Linked DNA regions of Canis lupus: region 2 is linked to region 1. A link is a contact called in public Hi-C data. All regions are on one chromosome and are shown on one strand. The core of a region is the stretch at or near the end of the contact, and the rest is flanking DNA. Distances in the headings are between cores, read along the strand shown.

Region 1 (5,094 bases), core at 1,176-3,675:
GCACCCTGCCACCACCTCCTGCAGTAGGTGCCCTCACTCCTGCCCTCCCCTGGGTCCTTTCTCCGAGGTTCGGCCTCTGACTCCGCCGGGTGAGGGTTGAGTCTCCTCTAGGAAAGGGCTCCCCTCGAGCGCCGGGTGTTCGCGGGAAAGAGCCACACCACGTTTCCTACAGCCGAGCCAAGAGCCCCACGCCCCCCCCCCCCCCGCCCACTCCCATGGCCGGTTACCTAGGCAAAGCCTCCGCGCCTGGAAACACGTTCCGCCGCTCCCGCTCGCGGCCGCCGGGGCCGGAGCACCGAGCCTTGGGGTTGTAAATTAGGTAGAAATAACCACCTCTGTCAAAGCTCCTTTCTTTCTCGTGGGCAGACGAAAGGAACACCCCCATGTTCCCCTCCCCGTGGTGAAGTGTGTGGAGGAAACCGTGAAACGCACCATTGTGACCGGGGCTCCTCCGCGGAGTTTCCAACCCTGGGGAGCGGGGGCGGAGGTTGGGCGGGGGCCGTAGGAGTGAAGGAGAGACCGACAGAAAGGGAAAGACAGAGATTCTCAGAAAGACCGAGGGAGAGGAGACAAACCGCGGGGGAGAATTTCTGCGAGCGCGCGCGGTCGCGGGGAAGGGAGTGGGTGGGTGCGGGGGGTGGGGGCTGGGGAGGGAGCCGGCGTGGAGGTGGCTTGGCCCGAGGAGGAGTCTTTGATATTCACGCTAGGAGCACCTCGCACAGGTAAGATAAGTCAAGGGAACTCTGACTTCATTCATTGTGCCCGGTAGCCGCGTTGGGCAGCTTTTTGCTTCCCCAACTCAGTTCTGTAAAATATTTCTCCATCGTGGGAATAGAAGATCCAGGACGGATTTGCCCTTTACCTCTGTCTCCTGGCACCCTAAGGCTCTGGGATGACAGCCCGACATTTCTGATTACCAAACTCCTTGCCGCTCTTCCCTCTCACGAATCCGAAGGCATTAAATAAAAGGCAATCTCCAGGAACGTCCTTTAGAATCAAGGGACAAACGCTTTCTCTCTTAGTCCTGACCCAAGCTTCCAACCGGCTCGGGAGGTGCCTTTGGAAGTCATTGTCCGCAGGCTGCGCTCTCATAACCGCTCTCCCCGCAGCACTGAGAACTTTCATTTATTCTTATTAAGAGTAAAACACTCGGAGCAACTTCTCCAAAAGCGCGAGTTCCGTCACTTAAGAGTAAAACATTCCCACACCAAGCCAAGGCCCGAAGGAAAGGAACACGATCCCCACGCGTGGCCGGGCTCGGGAGTCAGCAATTACAGCCTATTACCTCTGAAGGGAAAAGTGCACACGGGCAAGTAGGCTACGCCAGGCAGACGTGCCTAGTGGAGCCCCAGGCTCATTTCAATACAATAAAGCCACATTCCTACAATTACGCCCTCTTTCCAGAGATCATCCGAGCGCCTTTGCAAACTCCAACCACCGCTGCCCAGGCCCCTTCCCTCTCCAGCTTCCCCCGAGTCAACCGGCTGGGAGTCACCATTAGGTATATTAACTTGGACCCACCGGAGCCCCTGTTTTCAATCCTAGTTAAAAGGCAGGAAAATTACTGCCGTTCATCAGCGGAGCTGCAACTCCCTGCCGCCGCCGCCGCCGCCGCCGCCGCCGCCGAGAGCATCATTACCATGACAACTAGAGCCGAAATACCCTGAATTACATCGCTGGAGCTGCTACTGAACAAATCCCGGTCCTCCTCTTTGTTAGAGGCTTTTCGCCTCTTCGGGTTGGGGGAGGAATCCCACGAGCTCCAGAGGTCCCCGCGGGCCCGCTACAGGGGAAAAGTTTCAGATCAGAACCCCCCGGGCCGCTCGGCGAGCGAAGCCGGAGCGAGGAGGCGAGGGGGAAAAAAAAAAAAAACCCACACTCAAAGTTGTCAATTCAGGAGCGACGCTTCCCAGCGCGCCAACTTTTTAGCAAGTCCCCCAATTCACTGGGCGAATCTCATACGTACTTGAGTGCTGTGGCGGTTCCGTCTTTAGAGCGAGTTTCTAGAGAGCTGCCCCGAAATCTGCACTGGGGGGGGAGTCACAGCTGCTGTCCCGGAAGGGCTGCCGTGAACCAGCCCAGCGGCTCCCAGAGGCGGTGAGCGTCTGGCAGGGGATGCTGCGATCCCGACTCATGGGAGAGTGCCGGCGAGGGGTTCCGCGGGCGTCCTGGCTGCGGCCACGGCCCGGGGGCAGGATGCCGCCGCAGTTCCCACCTCCGAGGCCGCCGCCGGCGCTGTCAGCGTTGCAAAGTGAGTCCGGGAGGGGCGTCCGGCTGCCGCGCGGCTCTGCACCGGCAAGGGCGCAGGGCGAGAGGGGTGTGAGCGCGCGGGAGAGAGTGGAGTGTGTGTGCGGAGCTTGTGTGCGCGCGTGTCTGTGTGTGCGAGTGAGGGAGCGGGTGTGAGCCTGTCTGTGTGTGGGGAGCGGAGGAGGAGCAGGAGCTGGAGGGGTGGGGGGCGGGAGGCAGGAGACTCCGCTCTCCCGGCTGCGCGTTCGCTCGCTCTCTCGGCACGTCATTTATGCCACAGGAGCCCTAGCGGCCTCTCCATAGAGTGCCTGGAATGCGAGACGTCAATGTGACGCCATGGGACGCTACGTCACCCTCCCCCTCCCTCCCCTGGCCCAGCCGGTTCCGCGTGTGCGAGGGAGGGTGTGTGTGTGTGTGTGTGTGCGTGTGTGTGTGCATGTGTGTGCGCGCGCGCGTTCCCGGACCATTCTCCGGGCTGCACAATGGAAACTGCGCCGCGCGGCCAAGCCCGGCAGGGGGGCCTTTGGGAGCCGAGCCGCCAACCCCTCTGCAGCGGCGCTGCTCGCCAGGGCGCGAGTCTGCCGGAGGGTGCAGCGGCCCGCCGGCGGGTCAGGCGGGACCGCCCAGCTGTCAGGCTCGGGTGGAGTAGTGTTGGAGGAGTGCGGCTGGCGCGCCTCCGAGGCTGCCCCGAGGCACGGAGCCAGGGAGAGGGGGTAAGGGAGAGGACAGCTCTTCCGAAAGGGAAGGCTCCGCCAGCCAGCTTCTCCGAGTGACCTGGCAGCCGGTGCAGGAGTCAGGCACCGGCCCGAAGACTCTCCGAGGTGCATGCAGCTGCGCTTTCCTCAAGCAACAGTTCCAAGGCTGTTTAAGTCTCGCTGGCCCGCAGCGTCTAGGCTAATCCAGCTCCTCCTCGCATCATTTGCTGAGTGCGTGTTTCGCACAGGGATGCAGATGCCTCCGGGAAGATAAGGTTTTATTTCTTTATGCTAAGGTGTGGATTTCCTAACTGGACCCACAATAAGCCAACTGAGTGCACATCCATCATCCACGTGCGCGCTGCCGCAGAAACTACTTAATGTGTGTAAAACAAACACACACGTGTTGAACAGCTGACCGGGTCTGACTGTTGCAAATCATTCCCCCCACCCCCACCCCGCAGAAATGGAAATCTCAGCTCGCACTTTCACTTTTTCATGGTTGCCCCCCCCTCCAATCTCCCAAATTAAACATTTCGAAATCAATCAACAGGATTTATTAGTCAGTTCCTCGCCATGGGATTTGCTCTCTTCTACTGGGACACATTTGTCATGAAATGGTGTGCTGAAAGCTTGGGCGACTGTGTGAAGGAGAGCAATTTCTTCCTGGAAATGATGAATTTAAGTGTGAATTTCTTGCTGCAAACAGAAACAAAAATTTATCAAAGTTAAAGTCTGTCTCTTAGTTCCAAAGTGCAGCTGAGTGAAAAGCAACCTCTCTCAGATATGAATTCTTAAGGGGGATAAAATAGTTGAGTGCAACGTCGCAGACAGGCATGGTCTCCATGCGGTCCGCTTAAATCACACGTGATATTCTATTTCTTTGACACGTCCCAGTGTTTGCATGTGTGTGTGTGTGTGTGTGTGTTTTGCAGTGGGGGGTGGGTGGGAGAGGATCCTATTGTCGACAGCATGCGGTTCAGAATGGAAGAAGGTTCGAGTTATTAGCACCAGAAACTTGAAAACAAAACTAATTTTATTTCTATATACGACACGGATATATTTCTTCGACTCCCACTTCCACTTCAGGCAGGGTGGTGTGGAGAGAAGACCGTGGGAGGGAGGATGCTGAGAGAGCTGACCCCGCGGAGGGGAGCCGAGCCCGTGCACCGCCGCGGGTTCCAATCCAGTCTCGGAAGGAAGGAGGGCGCTGCTACATTGTATCCATTCAAAGGCTGGTGGTGGCGGGGGGGGGGGGGGGGGGGGTGGGGGGGTGGAGGGGAGCAGGACCTGGAGCCGCGCGGCGCTGACGCACAGGAGGCGCGTGATTGACGCAGGCGATGTTACTAAATTGGGCGGTTGGCCGGGCCTCGCCGCCGGCGCGCGCCGCAGATAGCGGAGTAGGTTCCCCTCGGTCACCCCCGCCCCTTTCTCCATTCAGTGCTGCGCGGGGCGGGGCGGAGCGCAGGGGGCGGGGCGCGGCGCGGGGGGCGGGGCGCGGCGCGGGGGCGGGGCCGAGTGCGCGCGGCCGCGCCGGGATCCGGCCGAACCAAATATAGTGGAGCCCGGGTATTTTTAGCCGGGCCCCGGGCGCGAGCGCGCCGCGTGAGGGGGCGCCCTGACCCCGCCGGGGGTGCGGAGGGGGCGGGGGCGGGGGCGGAGTCGCCATCTTGGACCCGGCTCGACCCCGTCTGGTGACCGGCGGCGCTGGGCCAGGCTCCGCGCAGGGGGTCGGGGTGAGTGGGTGAGAGCCTCGGGAGCGAGGGGGCGCGGGCCGGGCCGGGCCGGGCCGGGCGCAGAGGGCGAGGCGCGGGCGCGGCGGCGGGGTGCGCGGCCCGCGGGGTGCGCGCGCAGGTGCCGGCCGGCCGCGGCCGCCGCCGCCGCCGCCGCCGCCGCCGCCGCCGCCGCCGCCGCCGCCGCCGCCGCCGCCGCCGCCTGCCAGCTCGCGGGGCAGCCCTGGCGCGCGGCGGCCCGGCCAGCCCGAGTCGCGTGGGGGCGGAGCCGCCCGCGGCCACCGCTTCCTGAGAGCCGGGGATACCCCTCCCGGACGTCACGGAGGAGCCGAGGCGGCGGTGGCGGCCCGGGGCTCATCCTGCACTTGCATCACGGGTGCAGCAGCAGCTGCTCTGCTCCTTTGTGGCTTTTTCCCCTG
Region 2 (4,671 bases), core at 1,965-4,464, 470 kb before region 1:
TCACACCCTGGACTGAAGGCAGCACCAAACCGCTGAGCCCCCCGGGGCTGCCCAGAAAGAACCAATCCTGCCAAACCATGATCTCAGACTTCTAGTCTCCAGAATTAACAAATTTCTGTTGTTTAGCCACCAAGCTTGTGATACTTTGTTACAGAAGCCCCAAGAAACTAAAATACTCGGAGTTTCTGTGGCTAACTGGACAGAGTTTTGAAAATGAAGTATGCCACGATTTTAGAATGCATGTTTTTTTGGCAAGGGTTAAAGACCTTGCTACATGACTGTCATTTATCAAAGGTCTATTCTGGCTCAGCTAAGCAGGTGACTCTTGTAACTATTGAGTTCATAACTTAGAGTTGGAAAAAGCTTCCTTTTGTAAACATACTTTTCATGTCTTAAACCAGAGGTTGTAAACTAGTAAGTAACCTGCTTATAAGAATTTTGTTTAGCCCACACAGTGTTTTGTTTTTTGGATTTTATTTTTTTAAGATTTTATTTATGTATTTATTTAGAGAGCACATGTGCTTGAGCGGGGGAGGGGTAGATGGAGAAAATCACAAGCAGACACCCCACTGAGTGTGGAGCCCAATATAGGGCTTGATCTCACCACCCTGAGATGACTGGAGCCAAGATCAAGAGTTGGACACTTGACTGAGTCACACGACACTTCTTTTATTTTTATTTTTTAAAGATTTTATGTATTTATTTGAGAAAGTGAACTAGGGAGAACACAAAAGGGGGGGGCAGAGGGAGAAGCAGACTCCCTGCTGAGCTGTGAGCCTGACCCAGGGCTCCTTCCTTGGATTCCAGGATTATGACCTGAGCCAAAGACAGAGGCTTAACTCATGGAGCTACCCAGGCACCCCTCAGGCATCCCTTTTTTTTTTTTAATTTTTAAAAGATTTATTTATTCATGATAGACACACAGCACACACACACAGAGAGAGAGAGAGAGAGAGAGGGAGAGGCAGAGACACAGACAGAGGGAGAAGACAGAGGGAGAAGCAGGCTCCATGTCAGGAGCCCGACCAGGACTCGATCCCGGGACTCCAGGATTGCGCCCTGGGCCAAAGGCAGGCGCTAAACTCCTGAGCCACCCAGGGATTCCCCCAGGCACCCCTTTTATAATTTATTTTTAAGTTACTTCTATACCCATTGTACTGCTTGGATTCATAACTTCAAGATCAAGAGTCTCAAGTTCTACTGACTGAACCAGCCAGGCACCCCAGTGTTTTAAAAATAGGAAAAAAAAATGTGCTTGTTCACCAAAATTTAAAGATCAGATTTCATGGTGCTTGAGAGGCTCAGTCTGTCAAACGTCTGCCTTGGGCTCATCATGATCCCAGGGGTCTGGGATTGAGCCTGGCATTAGTTTCCTGCTCAGTAGAGTGCCTGCTTCTCCCTCTTCCTGTCTTTTCAACTTATGTTCTTGGTTTTTCTCTCTCTCTCAAATAAAAAAATTATTTAAAAAAAATAAAGATCAGATTTCTTATTTTTTGTTTTCCTTTTTTCTTGAACATGATTCCTCATGGCATACTTCCTTTAGCCAGGCCAAGCACTTCTGTTACTTACATCACCACCAGTGCCACTTTGCCACAGACAAGAAGCAAGGGAGGTTGGCTGGAGAAGAGTGAAAACAGGAGAGTTGTAGGAGTGTCCAGAAGTTCAGTGATATTTCAGAATACGGCAGATCTTGAGGCTATGATAAGGATTCTGGCTTTATTCCAAATGACATGGGGAGTTGAGGGGTTTTGAGCAAAAGCGTGACCTGACCTTAGATTTTAAATTAATCACATAGCTTTTCTGCTGATATTAGACCGTAGGGGGGAGACACTAGAGTGTAATAATGGAAACAGGAAACCCATTCAGAGATCTTCTATCGTGATCATGAGATGGCTTGGACCACGGTGATAGCGAGGGAGGTGGTGCTAAGTGGTGGAAGTCAGGTAACATTTGAAGTAATCTCCTGATGAGTTAGGTGTGAGATGCGGAAGAAAGAAGACCTTCTTTGGGTTTTTGGCTTGAGTAACCAGAAGGATGAAATTGCTATTTGAGATGAAGAAGCTGTAGCAGGAATACATTTCGGGGGTGGGGTGGGGTGGGGTGGGGGGGTGTGATCAGGAGTTCCATTTTGGACAAGTGCACCCTGAGATGCAAATAGGATGTCAAAGGAAATGTTGAGTAAGCTGTTAGCTAGGAACCTGGAGTTTAGGGGACATGATGGGTGGCAATAAACCTTTCCTCTTCTGATCCCGTTTCACAACTTTTAACATCATGTAATACTGTAGGATGCTGGGGACTCCCAAATGTTGGTTTATGGTGGATTCAAGGCAGATTGTGTGTCGCCAGGGGAGGGGGAGGGGGGTATCTGGCTCTGCTTCATCTCTCATCCTAGAACAGGAATGGTCTCTGTCCCAGGGCTCGGGTCTCTGCTCATCAACGGAGGCTCATAGGGCTGTCAGCTTTTCTGTCTTATAAACTGATAAGCTGTAGAGACAAATCTGAATCATGGTCTCCCACCCATACCCGGGGGGGAGGGCGGGGGGGTGTCTTCCCTCCACCCTACCTGCCAGTCTTTGGCAAGGATTATTCTTTCCAACAAGCACTCTCCTTCCTTTCTCATCTCCTTTCTAGACATTCAGGTCCTCCCTGAACTTCCCCGGGGGAGCGGGGCCCACTTCATTTCAGCCGTTGCAATCTCAGGGCTGAGATTTTGAAACATCAGGGGGAAAAAAAAAAAAACAAAAAACCCTCGACGAAGACTTTCAGGCTTCAGCGACTATAGGTGTACGTTGCCCTCGGCCCGGCAGTTGCGAAGCGCTCCATCCAGGTTAAAGTCCTCGGGAACTCCCGGGTTCCAGCGGCCCGAAACTTTTCCCGCGGCCCCCCCCCCCCCCCCCCCGCTCCATTTCGGTTCAACTTCTGTTCTCTGAATGTGGCACCGGGTCCGGGGAGCCATGGAGCACGGAGGGGAGCAGAGGCACGCTCTCGCGCCGCGGGAACCCGGGCGACGCCTCCGGCCCCCGCCCCCGCCCCGCCTCGCCCGCCCCGCAGGTCCGCGGCCGCGCTCCGTCCCGCGCCGGCCTCCGCGAGCGCAGGGGGCTTCCGGCGGGCCCCCTCCTCCCGGGGGCGGGGCCTGGCGCTCGCGCTCCCGCTCCCGCCTCCCCGGCTGCGCGCGGCTGCGGGCCGCGGTCACGTGAGCGCGGCGCGGCGGGGGAGGGGCCCTGGTTTCCGGGCGGCGGAAGGAGACGCGGCCGCGTGAGGACGAGGCGATTTGAAAACACGCTCGGGGAGCGAGGGGCTGAGGCCGGTGGCGCGCGCCGTCGCCCCGCGGGCTTCCGCTCGGACGCTCTGTCCTCCGCTCCGCGCCCCGGTCCCAGCCGGGCCCTCAGGTGAGCGGCCGCCGCCCGTCGGGCCGGGCCCTCCCGGGGCGCGGGACGGGCGCGCGGGGCCGTGGCTCCCCCGGTCCGCGCGGCCCAGGCGGGCCAGGCCGAGCCGTGGCCGGTCCGCGCGCCCCGGTGGGGGGGCGGGGGGCGGGGGGCGGAGCGGGGCCTGGGCGCGCGGCGGGGCAGGGCGGGGGCGGGGCGGGGCGGGGCGGCCCGCGGGCGTGTGGAGCGCCTCGAGTGACTGGGCCGGTTCGCGCCGTTTCGCGGCGGAGGCACTTTTAGGCCGGGGAGCCTCGATTTGGGCCCCGCGGCCGCCGGGAGGGGAAGGGACGGGAGCGCTGGCGGCCCGGGGGGCTCTTCTTGCCGTGTGGGACGCCGGACGGCGGCGGACGGCGGGGAGGAGCGGGCGTCCCCTCCCGGGCCCCCGCCGCGCTCCAGGTGTGCGGGCGGCGCGGGCGGCGGGGGCGGCGCGGGCGGCCCCTCGGGGGGGCGTCCACTTTCTGGGAAGTCCCGGGTCTCTCCCCCGGCCCCTTCTGTAGAGTCGGGAGGAACTCGGGAGAGGAAGGGGTTGACGGGGAAACCATCAAAAGGAAAACTGCAGTACACGCGTTATTACAGTTTCATTAATTTATTATTTATTTATTTTGCGAAGGAGGTTGGAAATCGGGGGTGGCAGACAAGCCTAGCTGGAATTCGATTCGGTCGGTGGACATTTTCAGGCCCGCGAGAATCTCCCCTTGTGTTGACAATCCAGGAGACCTGCAAATTGATTGGAATCTGTGAAATGTTCAGTTCTCAAACTTCAGGGGCTCCCCCCCCCCCCCCCCGCGTGGGAGGTGGCAGCGATGTGAAAGTTCAGCCCCTTAAGGCTGGAGTTGGTACCTCCTGTTCCATACCGGCTGCTGCAGAGTAGCTTTAGTCAAACCATTTGACTTGCCGTGCTATGAAAAAAATCTTATTTGTGTTTTATTGACTTGTTTTTAAGAGATTTTTAAGTCCTCGCTCGCTACACCCAGTGTCAACCTGAGATCCAGAGTTGGCGTGCTTTTTACAGGCTCCACAGGCTTGCCCAGCCGGGCAGCCCTAAAAAAAAAAAAATAAAAAAATAAATCTTTATTTTGAAGTGAAAATGACAAATTGGTTAATAGAGCTTTAAAAGTTCCTAGTAGGGATCCCTGGGTGGCGCAGTGGTTTGGCGCCTGCCTTTGGCCCAGGGTGCGGTCCTGGAGACCCGGGATCGGGTCCCGCGTTGGGCTCTCGGTGCATGGAGCCTGCTTCTCCCTCTGCT

What was found. A called contact is a pair of places that touch in the nucleus more often than the background predicts.
Region 2: a Hi-C map of blood shows a contact between it and region 1, with 3 times the contacts expected there. The contact joins the promoter of TEX10 here to the promoter of NR4A3 in region 1. A contact is called at or near these places in 2 of 9 Hi-C or Micro-C datasets (both in blood).

What each region holds. Positions count from the first base shown.
Region 1 is chr11:57,141,680-57,146,773 of UU_Cfam_GSD_1.0, reverse strand. NR4A3 (nuclear receptor subfamily 4 group A member 3) reads right to left here and starts at 2,425. Exons shown (of 9, transcript XM_038552931.1): 1 at 1,967-2,425. LOC102153773 (a long non-coding RNA gene) reads left to right here and starts at 4,578. Exons shown (of 4, transcript XR_005367051.1): 1 at 4,578-4,678.
Region 2 is chr11:57,609,053-57,613,723 of UU_Cfam_GSD_1.0, reverse strand. TEX10 (testis-expressed protein 10) reads left to right here and starts at 3,214. Exons shown (of 15, transcript XM_038552932.1): 1 at 3,214-3,389. It overlaps LOC119876831 (basic proline-rich protein-like), which reads right to left and starts at 4,277. Exons shown (of 3, transcript XM_038553296.1): 1 at 4,266-4,277; 2 at 4,066-4,142; 3 at 2,913-3,978. The coding sequence starts at 4,277. The coding sequence ends at 2,913.